Regions from separate parts of the Anas platyrhynchos genome. Here region 2 is linked to region 1. Evidence: chromatin contacts called from public Hi-C data. All regions are on one chromosome and are shown on one strand. The core of a region is the stretch at or near the end of the contact, and the rest is flanking DNA. Distances in the headings are between cores, read along the strand shown.

What was found. Hi-C and Micro-C count contacts between places; a contact is called where the count stands out from the background.
Region 2: a contact with region 1 is called in a Hi-C map of subcutaneous adipose tissue, with 4 times the contacts expected there. The contact joins two enhancer-like sites. A contact is called at or near these places in 3 of 8 Hi-C or Micro-C datasets (skeletal muscle, small yellow follicle and subcutaneous adipose tissue).

Annotation. Positions count from the first base shown.
Region 1 is chr9:897,962-904,619 of IASCAAS_PekinDuck_T2T, reverse strand. No RefSeq gene overlaps it. Among named protein-coding and RNA genes, the nearest start is that of RAP2B, 23 kb to the left of the region's middle. Within about 2 kb of position 3,984, at least 4 of the 8 cell types and tissues checked have an H3K27ac peak or open chromatin away from gene starts, as enhancers often do. A contact at or near this core is called in subcutaneous adipose tissue, where this site is marked.
Region 2 is chr9:1,097,779-1,104,436 of IASCAAS_PekinDuck_T2T, reverse strand. ARHGEF26 (Rho guanine nucleotide exchange factor 26) reads right to left here. Exons shown (of 14, transcript XM_027464549.3): 11 at 6,410-6,619; 12 at 1,839-1,906; 13 at 1,273-1,377; 14 at 1-966. The coding sequence ends at 824. Among named protein-coding and RNA genes, the nearest start is that of DHX36, 24 kb to the left of the region's middle. Within about 2 kb of position 3,921, at least 3 of the 8 cell types and tissues checked have an H3K27ac peak or open chromatin away from gene starts, as enhancers often do. A contact at or near this core is called in subcutaneous adipose tissue, where this site is marked.

The DNA.
Region 1 (6,658 bases), core at 2,735-5,234:
TGAGCTGCACAAACTGGGATCACCAGGGTCACTTCAACCTCAGCCTGCCAAAGGCCGGGTAACAATGAATTTCAGCCCTTGATTTGGGCATGGGAGTAAGCCAGAAGTACAGATAAGGTCACAGATTGTATTTAATTTCATATTTCTTGCTTTATCCCCACAATCAGCACGTTAGCAATCTGCCCTTGAGAAGTGTTTGCTTTTGTGCTGTCTTGTCTTTGCATTTCTGGGATTGCTCAATCATGTGGAGCTAAATTTTATTTTACTGGAAAAAGAGTCTCATTAGCTTCAGTGAATGGTTTACAAATCCAGCCTAGACTTATTTTCATTTTCTTGCACTGGGGCAAATTCTGTGCCGATCAGCCCCTATTCAGTCACAAATACTCAGTGGGTTGCACAGCAAGTCCATGTACAACTTCATCCAGAGATTGTAGCCAAAATCAACTCGGTCTCTAGAAAGAGCATTTGCGAGCCTGTCCAGAAGACAATTTAAAATTCCTTGCATATTCTTAATAAAGTGACAAAGCTCCTTGAACTCTTAACTAATCCTGTGCACCCGTCAGACAGTCGTGAGAATTTATAGCGGTTTCCCCTGTTTTCTCAGCCTTTTTCCTCTGAACGCGAGCTGACACAGACCTGGGAATGGGGACAGTTTCCAAGGGGAGTTAAGAGCTGCTCTTGCTGTACGGCCAGCCAGGGGCACCCATCCCTCAGGAGCCTTTTGGCTCATTTCTTCCCATCTGTCCGTGTCACGGTGTACTGGAGACCTGCTCACACGGGGCAGTAATAGTATGTGAATATTACAAATCTTGTAAACATTTTATTCATATATATCCTCATTTTAGCAGTTTGTTTTTTGTAAACTAACCCCGTATGGGTGTGTGTTTGAAGGCTTGTTACAGAGCCTCTGTGTGAGCACTGCATGTAACCCACTGAGGGTCCCTCCGTGGCCGCCGCTGACAGCCTCAGAACAAAGTTAAGCAAATTGCCCCAAGCGGGGTTATCTGCAGAGGGAGCGGTGGCCAAATGCTGTCTGAGGTTTTACATCCGCAGACAAAAGGCTCCACCAGACCCGAGGGCTTGAAGCTGGAGGCCCGGCTGGGTCTGACACATGCAGATGTAATTCAGGCGGCTCACTTCCTCGCTGCAACAATGGGAGCACTGGGGCTCAGGAGCTTTCAAGCACCATTTGCTGCTCTTGTTTACAATCTTGTCTATTTTAAAATCAGTTCCCTCAGCCAAACAAGGTGACAAAAAGAATCAGATTAACAAACAGGATTAGTCTCCTGGTAGGTGTGTGAGCCAAACATAAAAGGGATGTGGGACGCCTGGAGAGCACCCAGAGAGGTGAGCCGATACCTGTTCCCCTTAACAAGCGGCGCGTTTGTAGGCACTTACACGAAACCTTCCAGCCACTGCGGCAAGATCAAGGCTGGGAGCAGTCAGAGCCGCAGGACACGTGCCGAGGGCTGCCTTTGGGGCAGCTGGTGTGTCCCGTCAGCACTGCTCTCCTGCAGCACGAGCAAATCCTCGTGTAAGGACATGGCACGGCTGCCAGCTCCGTCACGTCCACGTGAGCACGGCAGCAGCTTCCCGTGCATGCCTTGGTCTGCGCGATCCAAACCAGGGAGTTTAACAGGAATCGGTCATTTGGCCCAGGTCCAGCAATATCCCCTCAGTGAGGATGAAGTAAGAATGCAAAGACTTCATCAGCGGCTGGTGGAAGCTGCTGCAATTCCACTGCCTTCCACTGAGCTACCCCAAAGTACCAATACTGAGTCCTGCAGAGTTTTAACCACCGAGGATTATGGCCTGCTGCCGCCTTACTGATATGTCTCTTGCTGCTTTGTTTTTAACCTACTGACAGAAAAGCATTTGGTCTCAGCTGCAGAGCAGGACCAAAATGCCTCCCAAAGTGAGCAGCTGCTGGCTTGTAAAGCAGCTCTCCTTTCCCAGTGCCCACGCTGGGCAAGCCTCCTAACCCCTCGTGAACTGGAACCTCTCCTAACAGGTCTAGCTGCTGGCAGCCACCATGCACATGAATAAACAGCGGGCCTTCTACCTGGGGCATTAGCTGGAGGATTTACATGTGTACGGAAAGATTTCAGCCGGTATGAGAGCAGAGAGGCAGAGCACTGCGCTGCCCAGCATGCAGACCCGGGGGCCCAAATACTTTTATAACTGCGAGCACAAAGCCTGTGCTGATTGCACGGCCAGCATTCAAGTCCAGTGCCCAGCCTGGCTGCCCGTGGCTGTGCTCGGGGTGTGGGGAGCACCGTGACTGTGACCATGACCGTGACCGTGACCGTGACCATGACCAGCTGCAGTGACCCGGCAGGGACCCGTGTGTGCTGCTGGCCCTCAGGGGTCAGCTCAGCACTGCAGGGCCAGGCTGGAAGTGAAGGGAGAGAAATCCCTCCCCATCCCTGCTCCTCCTGGAGCAGCCGGGGCTTGCAGCACTGCCCTCCAGCTCTGAGGCTCCCTTCCTGCTTTTCAAACCAGACTGCTCCACTAATTGCTCTTAAACCTAGCTTCTGGAGTTGCTGTACCTTAAAGAGGGGTGAATCAGGTGTTTGGCTAGGGTTCCCGTGTACCCTGCAAGCAGACCTGGAAAATGGAAACTCCAAACCATACAGGTCCCCGCAGTTTTGGCTAGGTTTTGGGAGTTGTTTCTGCAGCAGTGTGGGGATGAGCACGTTGCAGCGCTGGATAGCACCAGGGCAGGAGGGATGCAAGCGTCGTGATACAAGTCAAACATGAACTGCGCAAGGAAACCTTGTCCACGCTGCTGCATGAAAAATGTCTCCAAGGCAACATGCGTAGCTCGAGAGGCTGTGCAATGTTCAGCAACACTGGTTGGATCGACGCTACCGGGATTTCAGTAGCTGGCAGGATGCTCTCTGCTCGGCCACCACCAGCCCGCATCCAGACTGCTGAATGTTTTCAGCACTGCAGTGCTATGAGTGCCCTTGGATTTGTTTTATACATTTGTCCCTTTATCACATTTTGGTTGGCTGTGGAATTGCTTTTACATTCACTTAGATTTAAAAATGAAGACAAGAAAACTGCACAAAAATAGCTGCTGCTTCTCCTTCAGATCTGGAAGGTGGTGGATTAAAACTTAAGGTCCGGTTTCAGAACATATTCAGCACTCTGCACTAGAGAGCTTACCCTGGCTAGTTTGTCAGACAAATAATTACAGTAATTTGATTACAGCTTATGAACACCTAAAGAGAACAAAAATTCGCTGCCTTTAGGTCTCTCTGGTCTGGCAGACAAAAGCGTGTTTAAGATCCAGTGCTTACACATTGAAGCTCTGTGATGCCAGAGTGGGGGCAAACGTGAAGAGCCAGGACAACCACGCACTGGAGCGCTTCCCTGAGAGCCAGCATGAGCCTCCTACCCCAGTGGCTTTTTTAAGACGAGATAATTTTTTCCTACACAAGATGCTGCAGCCAGGCAGGAATGTGGCTGGGGGAGTGCTGCAGTTTGTGTTATGAAGGAGGTCATGCTGGAAAATCACAGCGATCTCTTCTGGCTTCGCAGTCTTTGAATGCAGACTGCAAATCTACGGCAAGCAGAGCCAGTGAAATACAGAGCAGAGCACCTGAGATAGCACAGGGAAAGTAAACGAGGCAATTATTGAGAATTACAGAGCACCGTGTGGGTTGCTATTGTGGAGACGAAGCCTTCAACATCTCACATCCTGCATGGAGGCAGGTGGCTCAGATCCACACTGCTCCGTTTTGTCAGAGATGCGATAAATCATGTTCTTGACCAGGAAGGGTTTTACCCTTACCACAGAGAATGTGCACCCGTGAGGGGCAGCGAGTCCCCATGGCACAGGAGCAGGAGCAGGAGCAGGGCTGCTGGCAGCCCGGGGCAGGAGGCAGGAGGGCCGCACAGCCTCGCAGTGGGGCAGCAGGCAGGGCGATGCTGCAGCTCTCCTGCAGCTCCCGCTGCTGGTGACTGAATCCCGCATCTCCTGCACCACCTGCCCCGGGCACGGGGCGAGCCTCGGCAAGCTCTGAGCCCGAGCGGCTACAGCTGGGCCACAGGGCACCCTGCGAGGGATCCCGGTCCTGCCTGCTCCTGCCACACAGCTCAAGGGGGGAACGCTCCCAGAGCAGCACAGAGCACTTGGGAGGGCTGGGCACCTCCTGCTGGGGGGAGGGAAAGGGAGAGCCTTCAGGAGAGGATCGGACTGCACACTGCGAAAAAGGTGGTGGCTGTAGGGGTGGACAAACACTGGAAATGGCTCCTTTTTTCTTTTCTTTTTTTTTTCTTTTTTTCTTTTCTTTTCTTTTCTTTTCTTTTCTTTTCTTTTCTTTTCTTTTCTTTTCTTTTCTTTTCTTTTCTTTTCTTTTTCTCTTCTCGTCTCTTCTCGTCTCGTCTCGTCTCTTCTCTTCTCTTCTCTTCTCTTCTCTTCTCTTCTCTTCTCTTCTCTTCTCTTCTCTTCTCTTCTCTTCTCTTCTCTTCTCTTCTTCTCTTCTCTTCTCTTTTCTCTCTTCTTTTTTTTCTCTTCTTCTGCTTTCTCATCTCTGCTCTGCTTTTCTCTCTTCTTTCTCCCCTCTCTTCACTTTTTCTCCTCTCCTTTTCCTCTCTTTATTTGCTTCTCCTTTTTCTTCTCCCCTTTTTCTCCCCTTTCCCGTTCCCCTCTTCCCGCACCCCGCTCCCCGCCGATCCGATCCGGGCCGTGCCGCGCCGCGGGCGCCCCCTGCGGGCAGCGGGGCCGAGCCCAGCCGGGGGGGGGCAGCGCCTCCTGCCCCCATCCTGTCCCCCTCCTCCCCCCCTCCTGCCCCCCTCCTGCCCCCCTCCTGTCCCCATCATGCCCCCCTCCTGTCCCCATCCTGCCCCCAGTTGTGCCCAGGGGTGGCCTCGGGTCTGGCGCAGGGACCAGGTGACAGCGCAGCCCCTGCCCGCAGCTGTGTTAGCCTGGTGTCACCCGGGGGGGGCTCAGGGTGAGGGCTCCAGAAATCAAATGGCTTTGATGTAAAGGGAAGCCAACCACCAAGCACAACCCGGGCGCTTTCAGCGTGATTTCTGGTGACTTGCAGTGATATAACACCAGCCCATTTCTGCTCACGTGTTTTCAAGGGGGACTTTAGCTCTGCCTTCACCTATTTCCTAAATGCTTTCAAAAAGGTGGTTTTTTTTTTAAAGTATCTTAATCAATCCCGCATGCAGCTGATGCATCCATGTGCACTCACGAGGTGCAACTCTAACGCGTTGCTCTTCAGACTTCTGCTGGAGGCAAGGAGCAGCACCGCAGGGTTTCCTCCTCGCCACCTTTCTGTTAGGCTCACTCGCGGGCGCTGTCCCGTTTCTTGCTGGGGTGTGAGCAGTGACCCCGCGATGTTTGGTGCTTTCCATCTCACCTCCTTCCACCCTACTGCACCACGTCGATGGCCTCGAGAAGGCCCGGCCACACGCTGCTTTGCTGCGGCTCTTTGCCAAATGTTGCTTGCCGTGTGCTGTGAGCACTTAGGTGTGTAGTCAGTGCAGAGACAATTCCACCAAATAAAACAGATATAACTGAACCCAGCTGTAGCCAACAGCACTGGGGCACCACGGGGGCATGGCCATGGGGCAGGTGATATTGGGTGTGCGCCCTGTCCCCACAACCAGCGCAGTGCCTGCGCTCACACATCCCGGCTGGCACCGAGCCTTCACAGCACCGTGAGCAGATCTCTGCCCAGGGCCGACCCGAAGGGCCCAGCCTCGTGGCAGCATGTCCCCAGGTGCGATCGCATCCCTCTGCATCCTCCTCTGGCTCCTGCCTTGCTCCCGCATCCCGGCCGGTGCCGCCGGAGCAGGCAGCGCGCGTGCGCCGAGCAGTAACCATGGCGATGCCTGCGGCTGCGGGTCCTGGCTCGGAGGGTTTGCAGAGGAAGAGAAAGGCTGTTCTTCAGAAAAGCACATTAGCATTTTCCACCATCCCCTTCTTGTTTTTCATGCACGGGCAGTGCTGGTGCTGGGCAGGCAGGGGCCTGGAGGCACCTTGGGTGGAGAAGGAGCCGGGCCGTGCTCACGGCACGTGCTTTGGCTTCGTGATGGGGAGCGTGATGGAAATGGCTTTCACAGCAATTACCTCTGTCAGCCCGGGGAAGAGTTTTATTACAGGCTTTTAGCATCCCTGCCTGCACTGCCTCCATCTGAAGGCTCTTTAATTGGGCAGCCTTTCTCGGGGACGGTACCCAGCTGTCCAGTACCATGATATCTAAACATCTGATGGCTAACTACAGCTTACAGAATAAGTTTGTTCTCCTTCCAGAATAAACAAGTATATGTTTTGCCTATGTAAAATCTGTGTCAGTATGAGACCAGCTCCGTACAGCAGCGGAGGACAGGGTTGGTCCCATGCTAAGGCTGGCCAGCAGCTGGGAGCTGCGAGCCCAGAGCTGGCTCCAGCACTGCCACTGCTGGTCCCCCGTCAATCCCCTGGCGAAGCAAGGGTTGGTGCTTATTTAAACTGCCCAACGTTTTACCTAACCTATTCCTGATGTTTTAGTGAAAAGTGAGGCCATAAATCCACATTGAAAGGAGCGATCCCAAAGCTTTGCAAGACAGGAGGCCCATTATAAAGCTGCAAAGCCAATTCCTGCCAAGTAGCGCGTGTGTGATGGGAAGAGCCACCGAGACGCTTGCAGTGCCGAAG
Region 2 (6,658 bases), core at 2,672-5,171, 200 kb before region 1:
TGATAGTTGTGCTAAAATGGGTCTGAGAACAAGACCCTCAGCGTCACTATGTACTTGGTACAGTTTGGTACTTCTTGCTTGCTTTCAGAAATCTCAACACCAGAGCACCAAAACGCCTGAGCTGCGTGACTGAGTACCCACGCCCAGTACTGGAGGCCACCACCACAAGCAGCACGTCTCTGGCTCTTACCTTGTGTCAGCTTCACCCACGGAGATTGCAGCGATCTCATTCACTCTTAGCAAATCTGGCTCCTCCCTGGCTTTGTGCTGGAGAGGTAAGCCCTTCGGAATTACACAAAACAAGGATTCTGACACAGCTGGGAAGTATCCCCTTAAATCCCCAGTCCTGTACTGGGAGCGTACAGCTGCAGGTTCCAAGGAACAGGAACTCCCCCCACTGTTATGCTCCTGTTCACCTCCAGCTCAGCGTATAGATGTGGTGAGTTTCTGGTGCTCGGTCTGCTACAGCAAGGCCCAATTTTGAAAGAAAGTAAGTCAAAATGATCAAAAAAGAGTAAGTAAAGAGCAGGGATGAAGGAACTGAAGTTGAAAGGGAAAACAGGGAAAAAAAAATGCAAAGCTGATCTCCAGTGCCTAAGAAACTACTTCTAGTTGAAATCTGCTACAGTTCAAGCCAGGCATCAGTTCAGAGCTCTCAAAATGCAAACCAAAACGGGCTATCTGAAACATCAGTGCTCTGTTACCAGATTTTACACATCTGTGACCCACGTCTTCCATGTGAGAGCTGTAGTGCATGCAGCCATTCCCCGCTGACAGCAGTTAGTGCAAATCCTCTAGTACAGTATGAAGAAGCAAAAACCATCTACACATTTGTTTCAAGTCCAAGTAAGCGTCCCATCCGCTCCATGTTCTTGTCGATCGTGGCACGACACGTGATTTCCTTAGCACACTCCATGGGAAACCAGCCTCTTTCCCCATCCCGCAGGCGTTCCCCTTCATACCAGCCTGCAGGCGTGAACAGACAGGGAGCAATAAACCTCTTCAAGTAATTCTAAAGGCACTTTGTCAGAACTCCTGAGTCAGTGTCACCACATACATGATTTATCTATATAAGTTATGACTGGTGATGAGTTACTTTAAACAGCTGTTGCCTAAACAGAGGCTGTCTTTAGGAACTTGAACCTAAATGCTCAAGTTTTTCCTGGAAGCTTAGCCTTTATTCATCATATGGCCAACTCTATTAGGAAACAAATCCTTCTAGCTGGATTCATCTGCAGTGGTAAGAGAGGGTTGCTAACAATGCATACTCACCATCATTCACTTTTTGATAAACCAGAACAACATCAGCAACTTGGAGAGACAGCTCGTCTGACTGCTTTGCTGTGTAAGTTCTGATGATCTCTACCTGAGTCAAAGCTGGGGAAGAAAAAGAAAAGAAAGGCTGAATTACAATATTTCCATTTCAAGTCTTCTATTCAAACATGTATATAATTGATTTGAAGAAATCAGTGTGTCTTAGCACATGCCCTGCCCCACCCCGCCTGCCATGCAGGTGGCAGCAAATGATGCAGATGGCTTCCCACCTGAGCAACTGCACACAAACTTGGGTTAAACACAAAGAAGGGAGCTTTGCTCTTGGTAACAGATGGAAACAACTGACCAGTGTTAATAAATGCAAACAGAAATAACTGGGCAAAACAAAACTCCTCAAAGAAGGAAGCGATGACAGCTTCATGTATATTAAAGTAACACAGCCCAGGAAAAGAAAGGTGACATTTTTAAGGATAGAGCCTGTGTTTGCTCAAATCCCCGCTAAGGGGCAGTGCACTTCTATTCTCATGTCAGAGTGCTCAGAAATCTCAGTACTTGCAACTTACTCGTTCTGTCAGTCTTCTGCCCATCTCTGTCTTGCCCAAGCACCGTAATCCAGCGAGCTCTTTCGCTTCTGCAAACAGCAAAAACAAAATTCAGTTTCCCAACTCATGCTCTTGAACAATGATCAAGACTACTCCCTTTTCAAGGTTCTGTATTTAAATTCTTCCTCTTATTGTGAAAGAAAAACTAAACATAACCTCCTTTCTCCTCCTCTCAAAACATGGCCAGGTGTGATACTACTTCTTGTAATAACACTCTTCAAACACAAACATTTTAAGCATGTTAGAGTAGAAAAAATGCCTATACACACATGGTTCTTACTGGCATCACATCTTACATACCCTTATTTTAATTATTTTTTAAGTAATGCAGGTAAACTTCTCTACTAGTGTCTGCGACTAATACTTATGACTAATATAAACAAAATTAAATAATCCACTTGAATTTTCTTCTTCAAAATTTTGTCTTTAGATAACTTGAGTTTTTAACTAAAAATAGTAACATCTGTCGTCTGCAGTTGTTCATTTTTTGAAAATCTGAAACCAGTGCTAAACTTGTGTCTCAACCACAGTAAGAAAACATATACAATTTTGCACAACCTTAATTTTGTTCTTATTTTTAGAAACATGTTATTTACAGATCCGTATTTTCCTATAACCAGTCTTAATAAGAAAATTACATTTCCTTTCAAACAACTCTTAAAAAATGGGATAATACCAGACTGCCTTCCTATCTAAGTATGTGTTTCTTCATAAATCCACGTACACCAGATAGTTGGTGAACACAAAACAACTTTACTCCCACTGAAGTCACCCTCTCCCCAGAAGGCAGTGTTAAGCATGAATATGAAAAATCCAGTCCAAAAAACCACAGCTCTCAGCCAGACTAGGGAATCACAGAATCACAGAGTTGTCTAGGTTGGAAGACACCTCAAGATCCTCGAGTCCAACCTCTGACCAAAAAAGCCTTTGTCCTTCCATAGCTTTCCGTGTATTTTTCAAGGGAATCGATGTTACTTGTGTAAACAGACAGACCGGGAGACAAACACAAAAAGATGCCAGCGCCAGTGGATCATCTAATGCTAAGTGACCCTGTAATTTAACCCTCCACCTCCAGCAGCAGGCACAATTACAGCTGCTCCAGAGCTGTAATTCGGTGGGAACAGGCCACGAAAGACACATGAGGTTTGTGAGGAGCCTTCCCCTGATGCCACCCTCAGCTGCCGGCCGTGCCCCACCACCACAACGCTCCGGACCCTGCGCCTCTACTGCTGTACCTGGGAACCACGAGCCACACAAAGTGACACAACGCGATCAAACTGCGCTGGAAATCGTAGTCAACACAAACGTTTTGCTTTGAACATGCATCGCTCCGATCAGTGAGCGCTCTGAAGCGTCCAGCTGGGCCCTCCTCCTGCCGCTGCCCTCCCCATCGCGCTTGCCTCAAGTTACAAAAAGTTGGGATTGTCGGAGCCCTGAGCACACCACACACGGCAACGCTCTATTAAAAGTTTTCAAATCAAGGAGGTATTGTCAGAGACTTTTTCCCTTGAAAGATAATCTGATGGACTGCTATTTATATCACAAACCTTATATAGGCAAGCAGTAATATTCTGTAGAACAAAATGTCTTTTTATAAAAAGCCCAGACAACTAAAAATGTGCTTCATTTTTTTCCCAATAAAATCGCATTTCCAAGCAAGTCTGAATCATCTGCTTACTTTATAATAAGATCTTTAATAGGAATCATTAACGATCTATAGTTTCTTTCAGAGTTATTCTAAACTTTGAAAGCAAACCTAAAACTGTAAGTTTTTCCAGGCTGGGATGCGTCTGGAGCGTTCTGTTTCATGTCTTGTGTCCCGCCCCCAGCCTCCGCGGAACAGATACCATCTTTCACTTCTGTGAAGGGCTGTGTGGATGTTAATGGCACCACACAGAAGCGATGGCCTCTCCGAGACTCGCACCCGCAAGAACAAGACGCTGCTTGTTGCCCTTTTCTAAAGCAGAGCACTCCAGCACTGCCCCAGGAGAACAAGGACCACCTCTATCCAGCGCAGCTTCCCCGCGGCAGTGCCAAACTCCTCCTCCATCCCGTCCTGCAGTTTCCGCTCTGGTACAGGATTCACAAAGCTGCCCCGGGACAGCACCGCTCAGCACCGGACCCAACGCACTCCGGTCAGTGTTTGCTGCCACTTGCAGCGGTAAGTCCTGGAGAGGCAGCTGCACATCCAAGCGCCCTGCAGAAGGCAGGTGTACAGACTGCTTGCAACCACAGGACACTCGTTGCTCTCCACTTTACTTCAGGCACTTACCCCCTGGCCCCAGTGATTATTTGAGGGAAGTTCTCTGCTAACAGGCAAGCAAGGCAGAAAACCCACTGCTCAACTTCCAGCACTCAGAAGAAAATATTAGAGAAGTATTTGACCTATCATGTACTTATGCTACGACAACCAACAGCGATAACTCAGCCCCATTTGTAGTTCAAGTGGAAGCAGAACCACAGAGCATCCCAGTTGGAAGGGACCCAACAAGGGTCACCGAGCCCAGCTCCTGGTCCACACAGGGCCACCCAAAGCCCCAGCCACATCTCAGAGCGTTGTCATGTTTGTAGTATTTGGGTAACTAACCTTCATTGTCCACAGTCGTCTCTGGGATCTCAACAATGATCCAGAGACTTAGAGAAGCTCAAATGAAACTGCTCCAGAAACTGAGCACTTCACAATTTAAACTGGGAGTGTATGCAGGCAACGCAGGTTGGAAACGTTACGCAGAGAAGTTGAGCTATGCCACACACAAGTCACGTAGCTACAGAGGTATTGTGATGCTTAATAGAGACAGCACCTTAACACCAAGAGTGGCCAAGACCCGGAGCTGTGCCAGTCAGACCCTCTCTGTAAGCTCCAAAGACAGCCGGGTCCTGAGGGGCTGTGCCTGGGAGCCTCTGAACCTCGCACGGGAAAAACGCATCCAGGGCAAGGTGAAAGGTTAATGGCAGCTACACTGCTTACTCCGTCTTTAAAGTAATTTTAAACTACATTACCCGCCACTAAAGCCTGAGGTCATCCTACTGTAAGCAGCAAATAGAACAATAATTAACTTTCACTAGATTTGGCTTAATTAGAATGAGCTAATTATCTTGACGCTAAGTGAGGACTGCAAATGAGAGCACTGACAGCCTGTAGTCTGCTCTTTGCCCGAATCAGAAGGGTTGCATTTTAAGCTCAGTTTGGAAAACACCACCTTTAATTTTGTACATAAAAGCTTCTCCCCACGCTCCCCCCTCCAATCCCCCGTAAATCCCTGTCCTGCAGCCCTGGCATGTTTGCCTCACCAATAACCACCAGAAGGGATTCAGAAATCCAGCATTATTATTATCTTCAGCCTGGATTACCCTTCAGATACTCTGCTGTCTTCAGCAACATTACACTGACTTACACACCTTCCCTCTGATGAAAACCCTCTCCAACTAACATGCAACAAAAAGCCTTTACTGTTTAGGAATGGTCATGTCAGTTCTCCTTTTTTTTTTTTTTGCAAAAATAAGAAGTGTTAAACCTAAGGTTTTTGGTTCCTGTTTATGAGAAGCATTTTTACGCAAAGCTATCACAGATAATCTTTCAGCACCTTGAAGCAATGCACGACTGTAGTTCACTGTACCTTGCATCACCATGGACTCCTCTGCATTACCTCAATGTATTTTTTAGTTCCTTTTTTTGTTCCTTGCTGCATTACTTGGGGAAAAAACAGCACCACCAGCTTTGTACTTATCCATTTGGCTGCAGGTTTGGAAGAGGCAGCAAAATGTTTGCAGAAAGTCAGATGTGGCTTTGTGATGAGAACTCTATTTCAGACCACACCGTACAACATACAAGTGGAGCTTTGTCATCTCTCCTTTCTATTCTACCCTCTAATGGGCTCTCAATTTACTTATCCTAATGGTATTAATGTAACACACTGCAAGGCACGGCCACGCCATTACTCACTGGCTAGGGAGCTGGCAGTCTCTGAGGCAGAAGCACAGTTAATTCTTGGTCTGTAGACCTAGAACAATAGCACCTAGTAACAGATACTTCAGTTTACATAATTTTAGCGTGTGTACTCAATTTGCTATTATCCCTACAACATGACATCAAGAAAAGAGAATGACAATAACATGACAGGGACTTCAAACCCCTGAGCCCTGTCATGACACGATTATCCATGAGAAACTGAACCAGGTTTGGAGAGGCTCTATTTTATTCCAGTAAATATTTATTCCTCTATCTAGGATCTTACACAAGCTGCACATTCTTCTTCTCTGTCAATCATTAAAAAAACAGAAAGGCTTGTTCTGTTACCTTGCCTAGCTTCGGAAGTGCACACTTAATGGAATAAAAACAGTGCAAATCACAGCAGTCAGCAGGTGGAACAACAAACTCTCCAGCGTTGCTGAACAGGACGCCAGCGTGGCCCGTGATAAATACGGGGTCATTTTTAATGTAATCCTTCCTCGGTCACTGCTGATCAGATATCAACAACAACCTGTTGAGATGATCGGGTGAAAAATTACAGAAGTTATAACTATTTACTTACTGAGTGTCTGTTCCCAAGAGCATCTCCACCTTCTCTCCTGCGTGGTTACTGAGGACTGCCAATCTGAAGAGGTACACTGTAGCGCTCTGCCGCGAGTACAGCATAGCTGAAGTGTTCTTTACAGGAGAAGAGGTCAGGTCCTCACTGTCACACTGTTGTACCACGAGCTGATCCCTTAAAGAATAATCTGTGACATTGTAACTCTCTTCACTGTAAAACAAAGGAGAAAAACACAACATTAAAATGCTT